2 separate regions of the Gossypium hirsutum genome follow, and region 1 is linked to region 2. A link is a contact called in public Hi-C data. All regions are on one chromosome and are shown on one strand. Each heading gives the region's core, a stretch centred on a gene start, on an enhancer-like site or on the middle of the called end of the contact. The rest is flanking DNA. Distances are from core to core; before and after follow the strand shown. Region 1 holds the start of LOC107888678 (DEAD-box ATP-dependent RNA helicase 14). Region 2 has its middle 21 kb from the start of LOC107888685.

Region 1 (4,624 bases), core at 1,258-3,757, 240 kb after region 2:
TATGATAGATTTTCACGCATTTTTTAACTTTACATTTGTTATAGTCTTCGATCTTTTATTAGATTTGTTGAGAACTCATCGGATTTCATTTTAGAGGTCTAGATCAGTACATGGACCGATGCAGAAATTATCAGTTTTGGAGAGATAGCAGATAGGCACAAAAAGACACCTGAGTATGTATACCTTTTATTAACAATATCATCTCTAGTTTTACTTTATTTATCATTCTACCTTCCGTTTTCTGTGTTTCTTCGGACCTAAAGTAGGCTAATGAACGACTTCAAATTTGTTGACAATATGTTGACCTTATTCATTGATGTAAAATATCAACATATTGATCCTGGTGACTGACAAATTATTTTATCCCTTACTTTGTTGTCGGATTTATGGGATCATTTCTGAATGTCAAAATGATATAAGGTGGAAGGTACAATAATAAACACAATTGAACTATTTAGATTATTACTAGTGTTTGAAGTGCATAAGTATATAATGAATGCTTACGGATACAAAATTTAGATGCATCCGGCTTAGGGTCTAATTGAACATAGAGCTATTCGCTGACCTGACACAAGAGCTCAGTTAGAGCTTGTGTTTATCATCTATCAAAACTAAGTCTATACTTTTAGCAGAAACAAAACTGAGAAGAGTTGGGAATATCAGTATCTTTTGTGGGAGAAAACAAAAATCCATATTGTAGGATTCACTTATATGCATCAATGTGTCAGACTTTATGAAACAATTTAAGACTAGTTTCCATTTCACAACAAAAGTAAAGAGGGGGCTTCCTTACCCAACTCTTCCCCGTATGCTTATGGTTAAATTTTTTGAATCTCTAGGTCAGTCTTGTATGCCCAACTGCTTTCTAGTAGTCGAATTTATATCTTTCAGATGCTATAACCTTGCATTGAGTAAAGTGGACAAAAGACTCACGGAACTAACACAAAGCTTGAACATTGGAGAAAAAGAGTTGCATTCAACTCCGTCCCAACAAAATAACACCATATAATAAGGGAAGCCTACAACTGATTAAAGTTATTTGTGCAAGGAATAGTCTTATGCTTTTATGAGTATATATGTTTGTATTATCATGATTGGGCTGTAATAGATGTGTTTGGAAATGCGATGAGATGTGCAGTAGGATTGGCCCAAAGATTTTTTCTTTTAACATCAGCATGATGGTTGGCATGGAATATCTTATGTATTTAAAGCTTCATATGTATAGTGCATGGTTTTCTTATCAAATAACTTGCAACTACAAGAATCCAAATTTGTGGGTTATTTAGCATGTCTATCATTTTTGGAGCATTTAGGATCACGATCATTTATGGTAGAGCAAATGTTGATCTTAACAACCATTTTTATTAGAACTATGTTACTTGGACTCGAAGTCCGATGTAGGTATGTTAATTTTTCTCTGTTTTTCCATGTATTTGAAAGATTTTTGGAGGGTTGTATCTCCGTATCCATATTTGAATATGTTCTGGACATGTCCGTCCGCTTTGCTTGTTTGCAGGTAATTCTACGGTGGGGGTTTCAAAGAGGAACCAGTGTTCTACCATATAGCCTAAAACCCGACAGGATAAAGTAAAATATTGACATATTTAACTGGTCTCTGTCAGATGATGAGTGGAACCGCTTGAATCGGATTGAACCATAGGTATGTTTATATGGAGATGGTCCTTTGAACAATCTCTCCGATCGAGGCTTCATGTTTGGTAGTGGTCCTCTTCAAGCTGTTCGAGAAATGGAAGATGACGCTGAATTCAATGCCTAATATGTTGTGAGCATGTTGTTTTAAGGATAATGTCCCGATTTTGCATTCAATCATGTCATTGCTCGGTTATAATATTTGCTGTTGCGTCGCCATCATTAGCATAGCTTTGAGTTTGTTGACGATGGATAGAAAGTCAAAGAGAAGAACATTGTAATTGATATGTAGTTGCAGGTTTTACTTTTTATATGAACAAATGGTGTTTCATATATATGTGTGCAAACGTGTTTTGTTTGTAAAACATCATTTGTGCTCTTCTTTTTAGCTTTATATAGTCAAACAAATGGTTTTCTTTCTGATTTTCTGTTCCTCTTTATAAAGTTACATTTGTTGGAGTTTTTGTACACTTTATCTGGATGAAGTATGAAGCTTTATCTAAATCTAGAGCAATAATGCAATAAATTCGGATGAAAAATGAACAATGCAATAATTGAGTATTATTATATATTTAATTTGATTTATTTATTTATAAATAACTCATTGCAATATATGTAAAAACAATTTAAAATAAATTTTCAAAAAATTTATCAAATAACAAAAAATATTTTACATAAATTCATCTAACAAATAAATTATTTTTTAAAAATTATTTTCTGTAAAATATTTTAGTGGAGCCTTAATTTCTCCCGATTTAATTTTAAAAAGAGGATAAAAAGAAGAACAGCTGTCCAAAAGCGCGTACTTTCGGGATATTTTGGTTCATTTTAATTTAATAATAAATCCAAATTAAAATAAAAATTAGAATTAAAAAGCCTATAAATTTTCTCCTTCTATCAACAGCCTATTTTGAATTTCTCTCTACCTTTGTTTACGGAAACGCAGCGAAGAGAGAGAACGCAGAGCTAAGGAAAACCCTAAAAATAGCAGAAAAATTATAGTTCTTTTTAATTTCGATATTCAAAACATCAACTGTTCCTTCAGCTTCCTCGAAACGATAGCGTCAGGTACTTAGGTTTCCGTAAATTATATTTGAGTTTTTCATATCTGAAATTTGTTTTTATATTTTTAGATGCCAATCTCAATCCCCTCTAATATTTGATAAAAGAGGTGAGAGTTTAGGGTTCTAACTTCTGATTACCCCTTTTCAGATTTCCTTTTGATAAATTGCATTTGGCTTAAACTGGGATAACGGTTTTGATTTTTTATTAATATAGTATATGATGAGGAAAAGTGGGGTTTTTCCGTGTTGATTTTGAATCTGGCATCTGATTGAATGTGAAGCACGTAGGTTTTGGGAGTTATTTCTTCTTATTCGTTAAGCACGTAGGTGTTGGGAGTTATTTCTTCTTATTCGTTATTATTGTTGGAGTTATTAGGTCAGCTTTAGTCAGAGTCTGCATAAGCACGATTAAGCATGTAGTTGTTGGATTTGATTGAATGTGAAACTTTTGACTGTTGGAGTTATTATTGTACTAGTTATATTGCCATCCGTGAGTTCCGAGGTTAGCTTAAACCTGGGAATGCATGGTTAAAGTACAAATGCAAGAGGTAAAAGGAAAAGTAATGATTTATTATAAATGAAAAATTGATTAAAATGGAAGTTCAGGTCATGGTTTTGGTTATCCAAGCGATTTACCTTTTGAGTTTGTAGTTATGATTTCTTTTATTAGTTTCTCATTTTTTCCTTTTTGGAGTTTTTGGTGCTTGTAGATTTTTATTGTTGCTTTTCTTGCAATGGCTGCTACTGCAACTGCTTCTTTTGCGGGCCCAACATTTGCTCCGCCAGATCCCACTCTTCCCAAACCATGGAAAGGCCTAGTTGATGGTAAAACTGGTTATCTCTACTTTTGGAATCCAATAACCAATGTCACCCAATATGAGAGGCCCACAATTGTAGATTCTGTCCCGAAGTCTTCCCCAGTGCGTTCTTCAATTCAGATTCAGCAATATTCTGAAGTGCGGTATGGGTATAATCCTGACAAGGAAAATGATCGTTATGGAAGAGGCAACAATGATGCATCAAAACCTGAGCCAGTATCAAGGTTTAACCAGGTATTTTTTCTACTTCTTTACTCTAAATCTTGCACTTGATTTATTTGGTTTTTCTTGTTGGTCTTAGTTGAAATTGAAAATTAGTACATTTGTCTTAACTTTGAGTAATGAAGTAAGTCCCTTTTCTTTCTAGTGTCTAAAATTTTCAATTTGTCGCATTTGATTTTGAATTGGTTCTTGTTAAACCGTCAAACTTCTAGAAGCTTGGGTTTTCAAAAATTAAAAGTGTTAACTTATAGATAGTTATATATGTCTGTTCTGCTAACTAGGATTAATTTGATGTTCATAATTTGCAATAGAATGCAAGTGGTGGACCTATTCTTTCCCATAATACACCTAATGGGACTCACGGCTCTGTGGTTGGAGGATCTTCTGCTGGGAGACATGGATTAGTGGCTGAGGGAAGTAATTTGTCTGGTGATGCTTATCGCCATCAGCATGAGATAACTGTAACTGTGAGTATGATTGTTACGATATTTTATTACCCATCTTAGTTTTCTATGTTTAGTCAGGGACTTTGGCTTCTGAAAATATCATATTGCTGGGTAACTGATTATGTTTCATGGATCAAATTTTATTCCTTAAATTTTTGTCAGGGAGATGAAGTGCCTTCACCCTTTTCATCATTTGAAGCTACTGGCTTTTCTTCTGAGATACTTAGAGAGGTATACTATTCTTCTCCTATATCCTTTTGGTCTTTATAACATTGGTGGATTTTGAAGTCAAATATTGTAAGTTAAATCTAAGAATGCAAGTTGAATGCTTCTCGTGTAAAGTTCTGTGATTGCTTGAGGTCCCAGTTGAGTGTCAAACTCATGTAATTCTTTTGCCATCTTTACTCTTTGTCGCAGGTGCGAT
Region 2 (4,539 bases), core at 1,004-3,503:
TGGATTGAACCTATCCCAACAGTTTTACAGGCATTGTCATTGCCCATATAAACAACTCCTCCATTTAGTTCTACTAAATCAGAGAACCACTCCCGGTTAGGGGACATATGATAGGTACAACCTGAATCCAATATCCACTCATCTGAGTGGAACGACGATGATGATGCAACTAGTGATAGTTCAGAGTCACTGGTATCATGCTTTGCAACACAAGCATCTACAGCAGCTTTTCCCTTACTCTTCAGCTTTGGACAATTTTTCTTCCAGTGGCCTTTCTCATGACAAAAGGCACATTTATCTTTCCCGAGTCTGGACTTTGACTTTGATCTCCCCTTTTGAGTTTTCTTCCGAGTGTATGAACGACCTCGGACTACTAAAGCTTCTGTATCTCTGATTGAGTTTTTCTGTTTGTCCTTCTTTCTCTGTTCATAACTGTATAAGGCCGCACAGACTTCGTTCAGAGATATATCACTCCTGCCATGAAGTAGAGTAGTTTCTAGGAACTCAAACTCCTCAGGAAGTGACCCCAACAGCATCAAAGCCAAATCTTCATCTTTGAATGTCTCATCCATATTCAGCAAATCAGTGACTAACTGATTAAATTTGGTGATGTGATCATTCATTGTGGTACTTGGGACGTATGTGAAGCGAAACAGTCTTTTCTTCAAGTGAAGCTTATTTTGACTGTTTTTCTTCAAAAAATTTTCTTCAAGTGCCACCCACAACTTATTTGCAGAAGTCTCCTTTGAAAAAGCATACCTCTGCTCTCGAGAAAGGCATGATCGAATTGTGCCACATGCCAACCGATTGATCGCCTTCCAATCTTTCTCCTGTACATCATCTGGTTTCTCTTCATCAATGGCAATGTCTAGACCCTGCTGAAAAAGGGCATCTAGAACCTCACATTGCCACATACCAAAATGGCCCGTGCCATCAAAGATCTCCACGGCCAATCTTGCATTTGCAATTGTCGGTCTTGTCCACATGGACGATGTTGAAGCTCCTACACCGACCATTTTCTCCATAATCTTTCAATATACCTAAGGAAATCTTTTCTGATGTGGAAGATCAGTTTAAACTGCAACCACAGAGCATACTACGATTAACCTTCGACTCTTGATACCACTTGTTGTTCCAATAGGGTCGGAAGCGTGTAAATTATTGTACTAAAAAATCACACAAAGTTCAATTCCCAGGGAAGAGAGGTGGATCACATAGATCTCTTAAATATCAAGTCTTTCCTTAGACAAAATATCTCTTCTATAGTAATTTAATAGCATAATTAAATACTACTATTATACCCTCAAATATTGAAAGAAAAATAGGACAAGAAAGAACACAAGAGATTTAACGAGATTCGGTAAATTATACCTACGTCCTCGGGCACTAACACTAGATGATAACTTTACTATCTCCAAAGTATTACAAACAAATAGAATTCCTTAAGAATTCTCAAATGGGAGAAGAGAGAAAATTAAGAGAGAAAGATTAGTTGGGATGGTTGAAATGAGAAATGAAAAGGCCTATTTATAGTTGAGGTTTAGGAACTAACTTGCAAATGGCCTAAAAAATTAGGGACTAAAATTGCAATTATCCCATTCAACTTTTCAACATTCGGTGCAACTTGCTCAACCTTTTTAACAAGTTGCTTCCTACCTTTGTTGACTTTTCAACAAGTATGATGGAAAAAATAATTTTTCAGCCTTAGGAATCATAGTCAGAAATGAAGAAGAGTTAGTTATCTTATCCTGTTCAGAAACCCATCAAGGGGCCGCCTCTGCCTTTGTCGCTGAAGCAGTTGCATGCCGAAAAGCAGTCCGAATAGGAGTCGAAAATAAATGGCCGGCAGTTATAATCGAAGGCGATTCCCTCGCAATAATAAAAAAATGTAACTGCAAATGTCAAGACAGATCCATGATAGGAGCATATATATCGGATATTCAACAGATGACAAATAGATCTAAGAATTTTTTGTTTAAACATATACAAAGACCTGCAAACGTCCTTGCTTATAAAATCACAACAGAGACTCTAAAAAGGAGAGAGGAAGTGTACCTAGAAAGGAGAGTCCCGGAGTACGCTGAGAACCAAATGCAGCTTGAATGGGTGCGTGAAGCAGATTGAAGAATGGTTTTTCGGCGGAAAGTTTTTGAAAAAGGGAAGCTTAAAGAAATGACAACGTTTTGAGAGAACTAGCTTTCCTAAAAGAGTGAAATCGTCAACCGAGGGCAGGAGATAAAATGGACAGCTGACTGAACAAATTTCAGAGTTTATGATTGGGTGTTAGTTCGGTGCATTTATTGCTTTCTAAACTATTCTGAACCTATTTCTGAAATATCTAGATATTTTGAATTTTTGAATTTTGGGCCTATCTAATTTTTGGGCCGTTTCTTTTGGTTTTTGTTGGATTATTTCTTTTTTGGTTTTTTAGATTGTGTAAGCTGTTTCTTTATAGTTTTAATAAAAGCCCAATTGAAATTTAATTAAAAAAAACATTTTATTTGATTTGGATTAGATGCATAAAATATAAATAAAAATAATTAATTTAATTAAGCTTTAAATAATTTTTCACAAGAAAAAAAAAAGGAAGAAAAAATTGATTTAAGGGGCAGCATGAAGGAAGACTGTAAATCATGCAATTAGTGATTAATTATTTTCAATGGAGGATATGATAGAAAGCCAAATAATTTCCCATTGAGAAATTGGCTACCCATTCGTGATGAATTGGCTGGTATTTACAATGAGATGGTATTTAATATTTGTTATGTATTATTCTTATTTTTCATGAAACTATATTATTATATCTAATTATATAAAATGAACAAATTAAATGAAATATATTTTGAATGTTATAAAAAATAATGTTATAAAAATTTGGGTTATGCCTAGAATATGAAGTAGTTTACTCAAATAGTGCTTTTGAGACCAACGAAGTTTGAGAAACACAGCTTTAAAAGATCGCCTTTTTGAAATAATTTTAGCGTTCTCAATCGCCTACATATCTTTGTGTTTGAGAGGCTGAATTGTTATACGTCTTTAGAAAATCTAGATATATGAAACTTAGGTGGTGTGGAAAATCTATCTAACATGGTTATACAATTATCCAAGAAGTAATGAAATGTTGTATGATTTGGTGCTAATGCTAGACTATGTCACATTGGCTCTTCATTTTTTTAAAGTATTCATATTGGACACCCTTAGTTTTTTCATTCATATTTGGAAATCGGTACGGAGACACGATATACATGTATGCATGTCCCATATGAGTGAAAATTAAATACTTATATTCTATTATTTTGTTTAGAATATGCATGTCCCATACATCAAATTGTTAAAGAGTTTTTGTGAGAAATATTGAATGAGCTTTACAAATGCGTGGATGTATATATACCATGATATCTTAAGATATATGTTTGCTTATATTTGTTATACTGGTGATCTTTAAATGATGCTTATTATGATATATATTTATGGTTTTATGTCGATTGACATCTAAAATCAAAATAATAATAATAGACGGTAAAAACATGAAATTTTGTGGAGGAAGATAGTACCTTAGCAACAAAAGCTGTTCGGGATGATGAGCTGATGTTGATATTTTGTGAACTTTGCATGAATGAAGTCAATGCTGGTAATAGACCGACAACTCATTTAAACTCAAAAGGATGGGAAAATGTCATTGCTATTTTTCAAGCAAAAACACAAAAAAATTATAGAAAACCTCAATTGAAAAATAAGTGGGATACATTAAAAAAGGAATGGAGGTTAAGGAGGGAGTTGCTTAAGGAATCTACAGGTATAGGATGGTGTCCATCTAAAAGATGGTCGATGCTACCGAAGAATGGTGGGCTAAAAAAATATGGGTTAGTGTTAACTTTATCATTACTTTATTGCATAAAATTTATTGAAATTAATAATTTACAAATATAAAAATCTTAGTATAACATTTAACATGTTATGTAGAAAAATCCTGATTTTAAAGGATTTAAGAAGAAATGAATTGAACCACGATTGAATAAGTTAATGTGGCAAATTTTTGGTGGCATTGTAGCCATTGGAGAGAATGCAATTACACCTTCGTCTGTGTTCTTCCAAGCGAGGTTCCTATGGGAGATTATACACCTAATGAGGTATTTGGTGATTCAAATGAACATAGTAATGAAAATGAGAATAAAGGTATTCCTCCTAATGAGGTACCATCAAACCCTTCTCATAAAACTCCTAATTGAATAAAGCAAACACTTGGGGTTGTACACTGTAAAGGGAAAAAATCAAGTTCAAGTAGAAAATCATCAAGAAATACATTAACTACTCAGATTGAGAAATTGTGTTAGACTATGGCTAGTCCAAGGAAGTCAGTGAATGAAATTATTTTTCCTCACTCTCAATATACTATTTCAAATGCAATGGATGCTTTGGGAGATGAAATTCCAAAAAAAAAAGATGAACCGTACTATTTTTCCATCAAAATGTTCCAAATACTGGTAAAACGAGAAGTGTTTTTGAACTTAGATCCAAATATTAGGATTTGGAGTCTTT

Evidence for each region. Hi-C and Micro-C count contacts between places; a contact is called where the count stands out from the background.
Region 1: a Hi-C map of leaf shows a contact between it and region 2, with 2.7 times the contacts expected there. The contact joins the promoter of LOC107888678 here to the enhancer-like site in region 2. A contact is called at or near these places in 7 of 34 Hi-C or Micro-C datasets (callus, hypocotyl and leaf).

Annotation. Positions count from the first base shown.
Region 1 is chrA09:8,982,471-8,987,094 of Gossypium_hirsutum_v2.1, forward strand. It overlaps LOC107888678 (DEAD-box ATP-dependent RNA helicase 14), which reads left to right and starts at 2,508. Exons shown (of 9, transcript XM_016812846.2): 1 at 2,508-2,718; 2 at 3,425-3,766; 3 at 4,066-4,221; 4 at 4,363-4,431. The coding sequence starts at 3,449. It overlaps LOC121206530 (a long non-coding RNA gene), which reads left to right. Exons shown (of 3, transcript XR_005901573.1): 2 at 95-177; 3 at 1,517-1,983.
Region 2 is chrA09:8,743,973-8,748,511 of Gossypium_hirsutum_v2.1, forward strand. No RefSeq gene overlaps it. Among protein-coding and RNA genes, the nearest start is that of LOC107888685, 21 kb to the left of the region's middle. Within about 2 kb of position 2,254, at least 7 of the 9 cell types and tissues checked have an H3K27ac peak or open chromatin away from gene starts, as enhancers often do. A contact at or near this core is called in leaf, where this site is marked.